4 separate regions of the Mus musculus genome follow, and regions 1, 2 and 4 are each linked to region 3. The links are chromatin contacts, called in public ChIA-PET, Hi-C and HiChIP or PLAC-seq maps. All regions are on one chromosome and are shown on one strand. Each heading gives the region's core, a stretch centred on a gene start, on an enhancer-like site or on the middle of the called end of the contact. The rest is flanking DNA. Distances are from core to core; before and after follow the strand shown. Region 1 overlaps Babam2 (BRISC and BRCA1 A complex member 2). Region 2 overlaps Babam2 (BRISC and BRCA1 A complex member 2). Region 3 overlaps Babam2 (BRISC and BRCA1 A complex member 2). Region 4 has its middle 7.5 kb from the start of AI839979.

Evidence for each region. A called contact is a pair of places that touch in the nucleus more often than the background predicts. ChIA-PET counts read pairs in DNA pulled down with a chosen protein or histone mark. HiChIP or PLAC-seq counts read pairs in DNA pulled down with a chosen protein or histone mark.
Region 1: a BATF HiChIP or PLAC-seq map of CD8 T cells shows a contact between it and region 3, with 5 read pairs. The contact joins two enhancer-like sites. A contact is called at or near these places in 2 of 15 datasets of contacts at CTCF or cohesin (both in the NIH/3T3 cell line), 31 of 484 Hi-C or Micro-C datasets (the 3T3-L1 cell line, the AML12 cell line, the BV-2 cell line and 22 more), 3 of 115 datasets of contacts at active chromatin or transcription factors (CD8 T cells, the HPC-7 cell line and acute myeloid leukemia) and 3 of 9 other capture datasets (adipose tissue, liver and pancreatic islet).
Region 2: an RNA polymerase II ChIA-PET map of effector CD8 T cells shows a contact between it and region 3, with 114 read pairs. The contact joins two enhancer-like sites. A contact is called at or near these places in 3 of 15 datasets of contacts at CTCF or cohesin (CD8 T cells and the NIH/3T3 cell line), 17 of 484 Hi-C or Micro-C datasets (the AML12 cell line, CD4 T cells, ECoMG myeloid progenitors and 10 more), 4 of 115 datasets of contacts at active chromatin or transcription factors (CD8 T cells, the HPC-7 cell line, effector CD8 T cells and 1 more) and 4 of 9 other capture datasets (adipose tissue, embryonic stem cells, liver and 1 more).
Region 4: a Hi-C map of Th17 cells shows a contact between it and region 3, with 5 times the contacts expected there. The contact joins two enhancer-like sites. A contact is called at or near these places in 2 of 15 datasets of contacts at CTCF or cohesin (CD8 T cells and the NIH/3T3 cell line), 16 of 484 Hi-C or Micro-C datasets (the HPC-7 cell line, the STO cell line, Sertoli cells and 10 more), 8 of 115 datasets of contacts at active chromatin or transcription factors (CD8 T cells, the HPC-7 cell line, bone marrow-derived macrophages and 5 more) and 2 of 9 other capture datasets (adipose tissue and pancreatic islet).

What each region holds. Positions count from the first base shown.
Region 1 is chr5:31,934,563-31,937,929 of GRCm38.p6, reverse strand. All of the region lies in intron 7 of Babam2 (BRISC and BRCA1 A complex member 2), which reads right to left. Among named protein-coding and RNA genes, the nearest start is that of Gm52770, 63 kb to the left of the region's middle. Within about 2 kb of position 1,844, at least 41 of the 459 cell types and tissues checked have an H3K27ac peak or open chromatin away from gene starts, as enhancers often do. A contact at or near this core is called in CD8 T cells and pancreatic cancer cells, where this site is marked.
Region 2 is chr5:31,917,362-31,920,712 of GRCm38.p6, reverse strand. All of the region lies in intron 7 of Babam2 (BRISC and BRCA1 A complex member 2), which reads right to left. Among named protein-coding and RNA genes, the nearest start is that of Gm52770, 80 kb to the left of the region's middle. Within about 2 kb of position 1,967, at least 50 of the 459 cell types and tissues checked have an H3K27ac peak or open chromatin away from gene starts, as enhancers often do. A contact at or near this core is called in CD8 T cells, the HPC-7 cell line, Th1 cells and 4 more, where this site is marked.
Region 3 is chr5:31,712,186-31,715,616 of GRCm38.p6, reverse strand. The region is part of intron 2 of Babam2 (BRISC and BRCA1 A complex member 2); the gene reads right to left. Among named protein-coding and RNA genes, the nearest start is that of Babam2, 16 kb to the right of the region's middle. Within about 2 kb of position 1,961, at least 70 of the 459 cell types and tissues checked have an H3K27ac peak or open chromatin away from gene starts, as enhancers often do. A contact at or near this core is called in CD8 T cells, the HPC-7 cell line, Th1 cells and 6 more, where this site is marked.
Region 4 is chr5:31,562,166-31,565,679 of GRCm38.p6, reverse strand. No RefSeq gene overlaps it. Among named protein-coding and RNA genes, the nearest start is that of AI839979, 7.5 kb to the left of the region's middle. Within about 2 kb of position 1,944, at least 72 of the 459 cell types and tissues checked have an H3K27ac peak or open chromatin away from gene starts, as enhancers often do. A contact at or near this core is called in CD8 T cells and Th17 cells, where this site is marked.

The sequences.
Region 1 (3,367 bases), core at 595-3,094, 220 kb before region 3:
AAGACCTTTGGTAAAGGCATCTTTTGAGACTTGACCACAGTGACACCTTTTTAGAGGAAGTGCTTTGTGCTAGCCTCCTTGAGTTCTGGAAGAAAAAGCCTTTGAATAGGGTCCGAGAAAGTCTAAGTATTAGTGAACCTCCTTCCTTGTTCAGGTAAATACAAGAATTTGGCTCTAACGTTTACTAGCTGTGTGGTCTGGAGAAAATTACTGACGTCTCTAAGTGCTGGATTCATCATCAATAATAAGAAAGATAGTGGCACCTATGATATAGAAATACAGATTAATAACACCACAAGGAAAAAATTAACATATAATCACCACAACTGTCTGTTTAACAGGTAGCACAGACTTTATTATTTTGGAACATAGGGTAAAATAAATCTTGGCCACAAGGAGTGCCATCCAAAAGGACTTAGTAAATTTCATTAAGACATATATTTCTAAGTAACTTGTAATTAGACATATAGGGTTTTTAATAATTATATTTCTGAGGTTTGTAAATGTTACTTTTGTTATTCTACTTACTCTCTATAAACTGACCCACTGTTCATTGGTTCCCTTCTTTATGACAAATCAGTTTCTATCTGTCTCTGTCTGTCTGTCTCTAGCCCCTCCCCGCTTCTCTCTTGGTTCTCAAGCTGGGCCAGAAACTGGAACTCATGACCCCTGGCCTTACCCTCCTGAGTTTGGAATTACAGGCATATGCCACCATATACTTTAGTGTTATGTTACTAGTGGGAATATTCAGTCGGAATTATTCACTTGCATTTATTCATGTAATCAGACTTAAGGAATTATATAAATAAAATCCAACTTTGCTACAAAGCTAGCCAATTCCTGAGGAGTTTAAGTTTTCCAGCATTCTACCCATGACCCCTTTCACTTTTCACTGCTATTGGCAATGAATCAGTTCAGACCTAACCTACAGAATACCAAATCTACACTCACACTCAGACTCTTTCCAAGTGTCATTATACATTTCCTCCTGTCTCTAGGACTTCCGCCTAGAAGGAGGTACTTTCAAGTCACTGAGAGAGATGGTGCATGCAAAGGGCCAACTGAAGCTGAACACAGAGCTAAAGAAACAAACCAGAGGCAGAGACACCACAGGCCTGACAACAGTGGGCTGGCATTGTGTAGCCCAGGACTTGAACTCGAGTGAACTGCAGCTGCAGGGATGACTCCCTGTGGAAACGTGCCCAGAGGAGAAGGATGCAGTCATGGCCATACCAGCTAGTGTGAAGCAGGGACAGAGACAACGGGAAACTATCACTCCTGCTGCAGAACTCAAGCAAGGGCCAGCAGCAAGAAAATTCACCTGGATACCACCCAAGTAGCTCAGCTACCCAAGGTAAAACCAGAAACAGACAGATCTAAATCTAAATGTGCTGTTTGGGGTTCTGCTCCTCTCTACTCTCCCAAAGGTGTCTTCTCTATGGTATTCACTATTTTGGTTAAAAGGGTATCTTACAAGTATAATCCCTCAGCAGCCTAGAACGTTGCCTCAGCACCTTAGTCCTGTTTCCTCTTCCTCATAACTGTCCATCCCAAGCCAGCACCCTCTACATAACCATATTTATAAATCACAATTTTTAAAAAAAGATTTTATTTATTATTATACACAAGTACACTGTAGCTGTTTTCAGATGCGCCAGAAGAGGGCTTCAGGTCTCATTATGGGTGGTTGTGAGTCACCATGTGGTTGCCGGGATTTGAAATCAGGACCTTTGGAAGAGCAGTCAGTGCTCTTACCCGCTGAGTCATCTCTCCAGCCCCCTATAAATCACAATGTTGAGTGTATCCATTTTTTTCAAGGCTCCTATAACTAAGTGCACACAGACTGAGTCACTGAACACAGAAGTGCACTTCCTGGTTTAGAGGTAAAGTGCTGGCTGCTGAGTCTCTTCTCAGCATGCTTTCATAGACTTCTCCCTCTGCCTCTCATCTTCCTTTTCTGGTAAGGACCCCAGCCCTACTGACTAAAACACTCCTAAACAACGTCAATTTAACTTAACATCCACTGAAAGGACCCATCTCCAATACAGTCACTTTCTGAGGTCTTGGGGATGGGACCAGAGCATATGGATTTTAAGCAAATACAACTGAGCCTATGACATTGAGTGTGTGACTCACTCATTTTAAACACATTGAGTGTGTGTTTAAAAGTTGTCATTGCTCGTACCTTCTCTTTTCTGAAAGATATATGTGTGTGTGTATATATGCATATATAATATATATGTATATTATATATATGAATGATTTTTAAGCCTTATTTGCAAAATAAGTGAGCTAGGCTGCTGCCCACCTTGAGTTCTCAGCTTTACCTTCATCATTTCTTATATCCTAGTTACTGGCCTCTCTGGACCATTTACCATTTTGCAAACACATCTTCCATATATGCTGTTCTATGTCTAGAATAAACACATGTCAAATAGTCTGGGAAGGTATTTTTGATGCCTGAGGCAGAGCCAATTACACTCTTGCCATTCTTCAAAGAACTTTGAACTCTACTATTATAGTGTGCATCACCTTGAATTGTAATTAATCCTTTATATGCCTTTCTCCCTCACTACAATGGGAATTCCTTGAAGGCCAAGACCACGTCTGGTTTTACTTATTGCTGACTCCTTTGTACCCAGAGCTGTACCTGGTACACAGCAGGAGCTAAATATATATGTGTATTTCTTGAACAAAGGAAATGAAAAAGTAAGTGAACACATGAACAAAAGAGAGACAGAAGAAAGGGTTTGACTTAGTATTTAATAGCTAGGACGGTGGCACGGAACGCACCGAACTTAAGCACAGGCTTCAGAGCGGCCTGGCTGCATAAAGTACTGACTGAGCCACAGGGAGAACAGATACAATGAAGGGATCTGGAGTTGTTTACTTGAAGGAAAGTCATAGAAGCAGATTATCTTTGGGGTAAGAAGGAAATGGGTTGAGAAAAAGCCTATAAACTTCTTGGAAGCCAGTGCACCAACACACATGTGACAAGGCGAGCTGAGCTGTACTCAGATCCAAGAACAAAAGGTTCCCAGTTTAAGCTATGGAAGGGTCCATTCCAGAGAGCAGCTGGGCAGAACTTCCTCACATGAAGACTTCTTAATGTATGGGAAAAAGAAAGAGCAAAACAAAACAAGCAAGAGCAGCAAAAGGGGATAATTAGTGTAAACAGTTTAAGGTTTCTTTTTCTTCCTTTTTTCTGTAATGCACTAGACAAACCCCAAGAAGAGGGGAAGCGTTGTGGGATAAACATCTGTTCACTGAAACCTGACAGAGCCCTTCACAGGCTCTGTGGCCTGTGCGTGTCCTTATGTGCCCGAGGTTGCTATTTGTGCTTCCATGGCCTGGACAGCTCAGAAAG
Region 2 (3,351 bases), core at 718-3,217, 210 kb before region 3:
GCCACATCATCTGTCCGACACTTACCCAGCGCAAGTTCCCCTGACTTTGAGATGTGAGTGAGTACCAAAAATCATAAGGGAAAGAGGGCAGCTCTATGCTGCTGCTGTAATAACTCAGCAGTGAGCAACAGTCTGGCTATTGATTGTACTGCCTTTCTACTTTATACAAGAAAGATCTGATCCCACTTTGGAGGCCTCCTGTTAAACAGACTTGTGCTGTGTGAACTGAGTGGTCTACTCTGCCATAGCTGGATCATGGTTGCCTCATCCTCTAACAAGATGTGCTGACTGGTAGCCAACAAGAAGAAAAAAGAGGACTGGATTCTGTCTCTCAAAAGGTAATCAAGTAGGCACTCTGGCTTGATGGACTCCTTCAGTATATCTGGTTTCCTTGGTAACATAACTATGCACTAAATGGTTTCCATGGCAAAACATGTTCCAGAGTCCAAATAAGAAGCCTACACATACAATTTGGAATTTACCTTATTAGTGGAGAGGCTTTTTTACACTTGAAGAAAATTAGTAAGCTTAAAAACAGGCTTGGTAAACAGATACCCCTGGGGAGCCTATTCAAGAGGGACCATGTCAGACAGGAGACTGGGAAGGAGAAAGGCAAATCTGGAACTGCCAACATAAGCTCATGTTATAGGTTCCACACACAGCCCTCCAAGGCGAAAAATCTCACCCTGAAAGTAACGGGCCAGCCAACCAGAGTAAGCTTAGGGTGTTTCTAGGATCACCCTAGAAATCTCTTCTATAAATAGAAATAAGCTTGTTAAATAACCTAAAAAGGTAGCCACTTTCCCACTGGAACTAAAACAAAACAAAAACGATTACTTATATTTTCCTCAAGTGAGGTGACAGGAGCCATTGATGGGACATCTAAAACTGTACTGGACATTTAGCAGACAAGGGTAAGTGATGTGAAGGGTCCTGCACTACATAACAGAACCACAAGCCAAAGTGAGCACAGTATCCATGTTGAGAAATGCAACGTACTGCCACGAAAACTTCCCAATGGGACTAAGTTTAAAATGTTAACATGTTTCTTTTTGTTTGTATTCCTTTAAAAATAATAATTCAGGGGGAGAAGCAAAAAACCTAAATATTTTAACCACCTTAAATGCGAACATGACTATGGTGGTTTGTATATTCTTGGACCAGGAAGTGGCACCATTTGGAGGTGTGGCCTTGTTGGAATAGGTGTGACCTTGTTGGAGTAGGTGTGTCACTGTGGGCATGGGCTTAAGACTCTGACCCTAGTTGCCTGGAAGTCAGTCTTCCACTAGCAGCCTTTGTATGAAGACGTAGAACTCTCAGCTCTGCCTGTGCCTTGCCTGCCTGGATGCTGCCATGCTCCCACCTTGATGATAATGGACTGAACCTCTGATCCTGTAAGCCAGCACCAATTAAATGATGTTTTTTTTTTTTTTTAATAAGACTTGACTTGGTCATGGTGTCTGTTCACAGCAGTAAAACCCTAAGACAATGACATAAAGTTTTAAAAACGACTTGTCAAAATGAGAACAGCTTCCATTTCTGGGGTAGGTAGGCACTCTCAGCACTGAGCTACACTTCTGGCACCAACAACTCTCTAAGATAGAAGAGAGTTTCAAAGGCTGCCATGAGTACAGGCTCTCCACTTATTTCCCAAAGACTGAGAATGTGGGTAAAGGTAAATTGGGCTTTGTGGCTATTGATCTTCAAGACAAAATCTTTCAAAATAAGTTGCTGATAATGCTATCAAAGGGAGCTTTAAAATGTAAACATGAAAACCCCCAAACAAACAAAACAAATAAACAGAAAACAGAGACCTGACTTGGAAACTTGACCTTCAGCAGCAGTAATGAAAAGTAACAAAATGATGACGGCTAAAACCAAGAAACACACTTTCAAATGACAGCACTTGGTAAGTTGCGGCTTCCTCTTGAGAGCAGAGGAGGGCAGGAAGTGGGCAGACAGACAGGCACCTCTGAGCACTGAGGGCCTGGAGCTAGGGGAGTTGGATACATGATAACCAGGCAGTGCTGCGGGTGCAAGGCTTTCTTTAATTTTGAATTGCTGTGAATTGTGTAGGGGCGGTAGCCTTTACTCATGAAAAGTGCAAAGCTTGAGTGTAGGGTTTGTGAAACCTGAGCCTAGATAAAAATAGGCCCTGAGGGCTTCCTAAAGATTGATGATCATAGACTGATATTCCGTGGAAGGTGTTCCTGCCACTGCCCCATGCTTTCTACTGTCCTCACGCAAAGCAAGTCCTATACTGCTGATTCTCCAGCCTGGCAGTTGCTACTGATGTCCAGTGTGTAGAAGCCAAGGATGCAACTGACTTTCAAGTAGTAGAAGAGAAAACCCTTCCTCCCAAATAAAACTAGGGATTCAACCCAAACAGCCAACGGTGCAGAGGTTGGGGACTAGGTAGAGACTAAGGCACTGAAACGTCACAGTTACCGAATGCTCACTAGCCTCACAAGGTATCACCTATTAGCACAGTAGAATGGGGATTCTTTCAAACAGTAGGGCAGTCAGTATGATTCTAAATGGATAGTAAATTAGTTCCAATCTGATTTTTACTTCTTAAATTGCACTTTTCGCTCTTTGAAAGTTCCATACATTTTTACACTATATATTGCTCATACCCACTCAGCACATCTATCCCCCAGCTCCCCCTACGGCATCCCACCAGCTTCTTGTCTCTTCTTCTTGTTTCATTAATTGTAATGTCACATTTAAAATGCCTAGGCCCACCTTGGAAAACACTTAACTATTACCACTAAGGCCAAGGAGATCCCTTGGCCCAGGTCAGCATTGCTAGAGTCTAACTGTCCAGATATCAATAGTACTGACCACCACTTGCCAGGCACAGCTCAAGGTTGCTGTCAGAACTGAATGGATGACTCCTCAAGCTCCACAACTTCTAGATCAACAATCGAAGCTGCAGAACTGCTTTAAGAAGTAGCATTTGTGTATCTTTTAAACTCAGTGTAAACTATTCAAACTCACCATAAGAGCACTTAAAGTATGAAACAGAGGAACTCATTAGTGCTATCAAGCGCAGACACACACATGTGTAGCCACACACACGAAGGTACACACACATGCATACCTATTCCTCTGCTCAAATATAACATAGTCTTCATATTGGCATTATTGTTTACTATTGTAGTACTTTAGTAAATTTTTAGTTCACTGTAGAATACAGACTACAGTCCTCATGTATTTTTTTGACTTTTAAATGCATTTAGTTTAAACAATTGCAAATCCAAGCCCTCTAGTTTACTCCTCCCCCTTCCACGTCCTCCTTGGGTCTGGCAGTCACCATTTTACTATTGAAATCTCTATTTCTATATGTTC
Region 3 (3,431 bases), core at 712-3,211:
TGGACTCCCGGTGTCCAATGCCAAAGGCTTTCCTTTGAGCTTCAGGACTCCCCTAGACTATTTCTTCTACCCAAAACTTCCTCTTCTACTGTCTTTTAATTCCCACAGCAGAATATGCTTGTTTTAAACATACTCATTTTTGCTCTACAAACTATACAAAAAAATGTTTTCACTGTAAAAAAATATATAATAAAAATGAAACTCCAATTACCCCCTCTCTTCCTTTCTAGACTTAACTACTGTGATGAAACTTAATATGTATCTTTCTTAATAAGCTTTCTCCGTGCACTCAGACATACATATGAAAACATATACACTTACACATATATAAGAGAGAACTTTTCTACAAAGACACAATTATTCTGTCTTTTATTCTATAGACTGGCTCTGCCTTCTTGGCATTCAGATACAATCAACAGTATTTTAGCTTGAGTCTTTGGAAACCTGGACAGTACATACAAGTCGTTGGTATGAAGTTATTGCAATCAGAACACAGTTTCCAAGAGCATCAACAACTACTTACTGAGTAACTACTTTGTGCCAGTTAAAGGTGTGCAGTGTAAAACAAAACAGGCATCGTCCCCGGGGGGGCTAAAAGTCTTCAATAAAAACAACACTAACAGCAGGTACGATGGCTCACACCTGTAATACTAGCTCTCAAGAGACTAAAACAGCACGGTTTGTGTGAGTCTGGAACCAACCTGGGCTACATAATGAAATTCTCTCAACATTCCCACAAGAAGGCAATCAGGCAGGAAGGCAGGAGACGAAATGAAAGAAGTAACTAGAACTCATCCTGAGGATGCAATCCAAGGCATACACATCCCACACATCCCAGTGGAAACCCTCAGCATCATTTTTTTATTGTTATCTGAAGCTTTAATATAATATTTTTTCGTTCTTTGAGAATTTTATAAAATGTTCTTTTGATCATATTCACTTCCTGCTCTTCTCCCTATCCCCTCAACCCCTTGACCCTACTCCCAACTTCCCGTCATCTTCATTTAAGTCCACTGAGTATAAATTGTGCCATCCATATAGTCACAGGTATGAAGCCATCCACTGAAGCATGGTTGGCTCACCAAGGGCCACATCCTTAAAGGAAACTGACTATCTCACACCCAGAAGCCACCATGTCAATAGTTCCTTAGTTAGAAAAGAAAGGCTCAAGAGCTGTTTCCTCTCCACGCTAGAATATTCGTCGGCTTAATGTCTTGCTGATCTTATACAAGTAACCACAGCTATTGTAAGTTCCTAAGCACAGAGGCCCTCCCATGTCCAGACAATACTGTTTTGCTCTGGCCCTCCCTGACTTCTGGCTCTAATCACCTTTCTCCTTTTAGAGGGAGGGAAACACAGATATTCCGTTTGTGACTGAGTCCTCCACTAACACTCTCTGCACTTTGACCAGTGTTGAGTTTCGATGTTAACCACCACGTGCTGCAAAGACGCCTCTCTGCTGGATCCTGAGAGCTGTACTCTATTATCTATAGAGGTAGAGGTGAGAGCAGTAAATACCACGTCCACTTAGGAGAACAGCACTAATGGGCTCACCCCTGGGGAAGGTGAACCCCCCACCAGACCCAGGTCCTTGGCAAGATTACAGTACCAGGCATGCACTTCCTCTCATGCTCATGGAGAGGGCCTTAACCCCATCAGAAAGTGCAGCCCCAGAATAACCAAGCCACTACTGTACCCACAGGCATATCCTGCCACTCCAGGCATCACTGCAGCTCAGTGTTCAAGGCTTAGGCTGCTGCTGATTTTCCCCCAGCAGCCTACACAGAACCTTCTAGTACCATGAAAGCTAAGCCAGCAGGAAGGAAGCTTCGTGGTCAGTACAAACTTTATTTCTCCATGTCCAGTAATCAATGTGTGTGGTGCCTTCAGCAATAACCCAACACTATTAAAGTCTATGGATACTGGGGGTTTTTTCCTACAGAAGTTCAGTTTACAAAGTAGAGACTGTAAGAAACTAACCATGACCAAGAATGAGATGGAACAACTGTAACTATACACAATCATAAAAGCCATGTGAACAAGGCTGCTTTCTATTTAGAGTTTCAAGAAATACTAGTATTTTTGGATCGTGGGTGGCTGCAAATAACTGAAACTACAGAAAGCGAAACTTCAGATAAGGAAAGACTACTATGTAAAGATTACACTATAGCCATCAAAGCATTCCTATTACAAAGACAGCATTATTCACAGCAGCTTATACCATTGTCCTTACTGCTAGATCTAGCCCTGCTTGAGTTAACCAATAACTTGGCATGAGCTAATCATATACCCTACCTCCATAATCATAACAATATAATCACTAACTCTCCATTAAAAGGTTTTTACTCTGGAGGAAGCAGGTGCACTGAGGAATGGAAGGGAAGGCAGTACTAGGAAAGGCCCAATTTCAATACAGTTTCTTCTAGGTGTGTGTGTGTGTGTGTGTGTGTGTGTGTGTGTGTGTGTGTATTCAAGTAGGTTAATGCATGAGTGGGTGTGCATGTTCCCGTTCATGTGCCCACATGCACACATGAAGGCCAGAGGTCAATGTCACAGGTCTTCCTCTGTGACTCTCTACCTTGTTTTTTTGAGACAGGGTCTCTTGCAGAACCTGAAGCTCAACAATTTGGCTAGGCTGACTTGTCAATAAGTTCCAGAGATCTGCCTATCTCTGCTCCCCAAATGCCTGCCTGCTAGCTCTGGGGTTACAGATGTGTGCTCCCACTCCTGGATTTTATGTGTGTGCTAGGGAATCCACACTTGCATTTCATGATTTGTGTGGCAAGCACTTTACCAAGTAAGCCATTTCCCCAGACCCTTTTCTAACCTTTAAAGAAAAAATTACAGGTGAAGGAGGCTAGAGAAGAGAGTTCAACTTCACAAAAGTCAACTTAACAAAGTGAAGAATATATACTAAGTACCTTGGATTTCAACAAGGTAAGAATTTTGTGCATCAAATGATATTATCAATATTGTAAAATAGTGTCCCAAGTTACCTTTCTACAGACCATATTATACAAAATTATATGGTGAGTCGGTAAAACTAAGCACAGAATTGCTGTACAATCCAGCAAGTCCTAGAAAACAAGCTTAGAGAGTTGGACATCTTTACCAACAGCATCACTGTTCACAGCAGCCAAGAAATGCGTACAATAGACATCACTGGAAAAAGTACACAATATGATATATACACGTGAAGTTGCAGAAACACACCACAGAAAGAGAGAGAGAGAGAGAAATACTACTCAACATTAAAATGGAAAAAATTTCTGACACATACTACAATATGGATTAACCTTGAATATACCATGCAAAGTGAAATAAGCTATTCACAAAAAGATAAATAACTCTATGACTCTACTTACTTACTACCTAAAATAGTTAAACTCATAGAGACAAAGTAAATGCCATTTGTCACTGGTTGAGTGAAG
Region 4 (3,514 bases), core at 695-3,194, 150 kb after region 3:
CCATGCATCTCAACCAACTGAACACATTGTTAAGTATTCAAAGGATGGATAAGAGGAGTCCTTGTGGTGAAGGGACACTGAGAGGTCCTACCCGGCCTTTTGACACATGCCTGACTTGTTTCCCTAAAAGACCAGGTCCACAGGAGGCAACCTCAAGGATAGATGCTTGAGGTCAGTGACGCTCTCCAGCTCCCGAGATTACTGCACCCTCTGCCAATCCAGGCCAGTAATCCCATAACAATCAATTTAGGAGCTGTCCCAGCCCCAGGCCCTGGATGCCTCAATGATGGCATGTCCTCACTCAGGGAGTGCGGTGGCTGATGAGAACATGGGGCCATGGCAGTGTGTCCTGGACTCCAGTGCCCACACCAGCACTCTCTGGGGCAGCTTGGGACAGCTCCCCCAGAAGCCTGGCCAGCTGTGGGAGGTACTGTTCTTCTTTTCCAAGATTAGCTCAGACTTCAAACACCAACCCTGGGCCTGCTCCCTGCCAATGAAAACAGTATGTCAGGAGCCTCTTTAGGTATCTGGAGGACAGCTCCCTCGGCTCCGCCCTTCCTCATATGAGGTCATTGAATTGGGATGACAGAGCAAACAGTGACATGCGCTAGGACTTGTTCCCAGAATGATTGCAGGGATTCTCCAGGCCTTCTGTCCTCCCCACTTCAGAATGTGTGGGCAGTAAGCTCAACTGTACTTAGTAATTGGGTTTCTCGGCAAAGAGAAGGTAGGGCCTGGATAGACAGACACTAGCACAACCAATTCCTTCGAAGCCTCAACACACTTTCGCACCATTCTAATGTGACTTAAGGCGGGGAGGAATTCCATACCCCACTCTACAGAGGCGGAGGAGAAGGTGAACAGTTCAGCGTTCCGTTGCTTAGGCAGACTCAGGCTTGCAATTATTTTGTCAATAGTTTTGTTACATCTTCCTGCTTTACCAGAGTTTCTTAAAACTTGACTTTGGGAACCTTAAACTTCCTACTCTTTGCCTTGCTGTCTACCAACAACAGTTTTGAGCCACGGTCTCACATATACTAGGCTGGCCACAGACTCCCTATTAACCAAGAATCCTCCTGTATCTATGTCCTGGGTACTGCGATTAGGTGTGTGCTACAATGTTCCCAGGGCTTTGTGTGCACCTGGCTGGCACCTGGCTGTCACCACCTGAGCAAGCTATAGTTTCCAGCCCTGCTCTTAACTGGACCCACACTGAAAGTTAACTTTGGGAGCAGGGGATGGGAATGGCTCAGCATGGAAGAGGGCTTGCTCGATAAGCATGAGGACCCAGGTTTGAACCCCTAGATGGACACAGCTCCATGTGCCTGTATTTCCAGCATTGGGAGGGGCGGGGAATTGGGGCAGGAACGAACAGATCTAGAGAGCTCAATGGCCAGTCAGCTTGCCCAAAACAGGGTTTCTGGTTTAGCGAGGCAAACTAGGTGTGTCTTCAAAAGTCACTAGTTTCCAATCTGTTTCCTTCAACATCAATGACAGCCATGCCCTTTTTGCCACTCAAGTACGACAGAGGACAGATCTGGGGAAGGAGAGGTGTGAGAATCCTCTGTAAACCATAAAGTTGTAAGAGCACTATGGGATGGCCCAAATCTCCCACTGACTGTTCTCCCTGTGACTGGCGAATGACTCTCAAGGAGAAAACAAGGGCAGAAACGATGGGTTGGAAAGAGATTTGGGGAGCAGCCTCTGGTTGGAGAGGGATTTGGGGCACAGCTGTTGGACCTTGGCTAAGTCCCCGGGCTAGCGCGCTGCTTCAGGTGTCAGGTTTGGAAAGACACTGCTGCGCTGAAACAACTTGCTTCCCTCAACTTCCTTCAGAAGACTGGCTCTCTTTGATCCTTTTTTTCTGACTTGGAGCCTTTTCCTCAGACTTTGCAAGTTAGCTGAATAGTCGTGGTTCTCTACTGCCCTCGTGTGGTTGCTCCCTAACATTGCTGCATGGGCTTCGGAAGGGATCTGAGGGACAAAAGCCAACCTGACCAAGGAAAGCAAAGCCAAGCTTCCAAATCAGCACTGTCCAGGGCCAGCAGAAGACTTCTACCCCAATTAAAGTCAGCATCTTGAAGCCGGTGCTCCTCCATGGGAGGGGGCGAAGCTACTGTAGTGGGGAATGCTGACAACAGAGAGGCCACATGTGTGAAGACAGGGACAGAGGAAACTGGACTACAGGCTGGCTGTTCAACTTCTCTGTGAACTGAAGACTGTTTTAAAGGGACACTATTTTTAAAATGACACTTCGAAGAAAATAAAAACAATTTTACCAATCACAATTTTCTAATATATACACCTCTAGGTACAGTCACTCCTTGTTAACCATGGCTACCCAGGGTCCCCTGCACATGCCCAAATCACACCATGTTTGCTTAATAGAGCTCTAAGAAAACAGCCTACTTCAAAAGAAGAGGATTTGGGGGGGTGTCTGTTATTGAGAGAGGGTTTACTATGTAGCCCTGGCTGGCTTTGAAGTTACCAGGCTGGCCTCAAAGTTGGAGATTTAGATTATCAGCATACCTAATCAGGTGGTATAAAGGGCATGATAAAAGCACGCCAGGACTCATGATGACCAAAAAAGTACAGAAAGCCTAAGCGTATTGCAGGGATTTGATCCTGGGGAACCTTCAGGCTTCAGAGCCAGGCACTCCGTGTAAGGGTGTATCCGATGGCAGCAGAGCCAGCTAGCAGACAGGGGAAACCTGGGAAGAGGCCTGGCGTGAGGGCAGTGTGGTTTAAAGCTTTACTTGAACAATCTGAACCAGATGAGAGGGATGAAGAAGCTGCCCTCAGGAAGGAGCCATTTCCCTTCACATGCCAAGCTGGCTAACTCTTCTCCCGATGCCAAGTGCTATGGAGGAGAAAGCTGGCCTCCCATGGAATAGAGGTCTCAGATCCACCATGAAGCATGGTGTGGCAAACCCCTTAATCCAAGGCATGGCGAGGTCTGCTAGAGAACAGAGACATTGTGAAAACTTAAAGAGACAAGTCTCAGGATCAAAGAATGGTTAGTCACAAAGGAAGACCATTCTGGTTTGATAGCGTGACCCACTCACCAAAGGTCAACGGGCCTTATGTCATTTCCCAGAAGCTCAGCATCTGGTTGGATCAAATCCTGTATGGGATTCAGCCCCAACACGCCCCCCTCTTCCTCCAGGAAGATCCCTGCTTCTGACTGCCACAGAGCTGGCAGGCTTCCCTCTGGCTTCCATTTTTTCAGGAAGCCATCTACAGCTGCTGGTCCCTGTCACATGCTATGTGGTGGGTGGCGGCGGCAGCTTTTCAATGGTAAAACAGATTTCAGGTTACAGCTAAGGGCTTCAAAGTTAGTTCAGAAATGTGTTGGATTTCCAAAGACGGCTAACCCTTCCAGTTCTAGGGATGTAGTAAGGGCTTAGACTTCAAGGGGCTAAGCTTCATTCCAATTCCTATTTGTTTTGGAACAATTCTAGGAAGAATGTTTATGGCAAGCAGTCAAAAACCACTGATGGAATGTGCTAGGTAC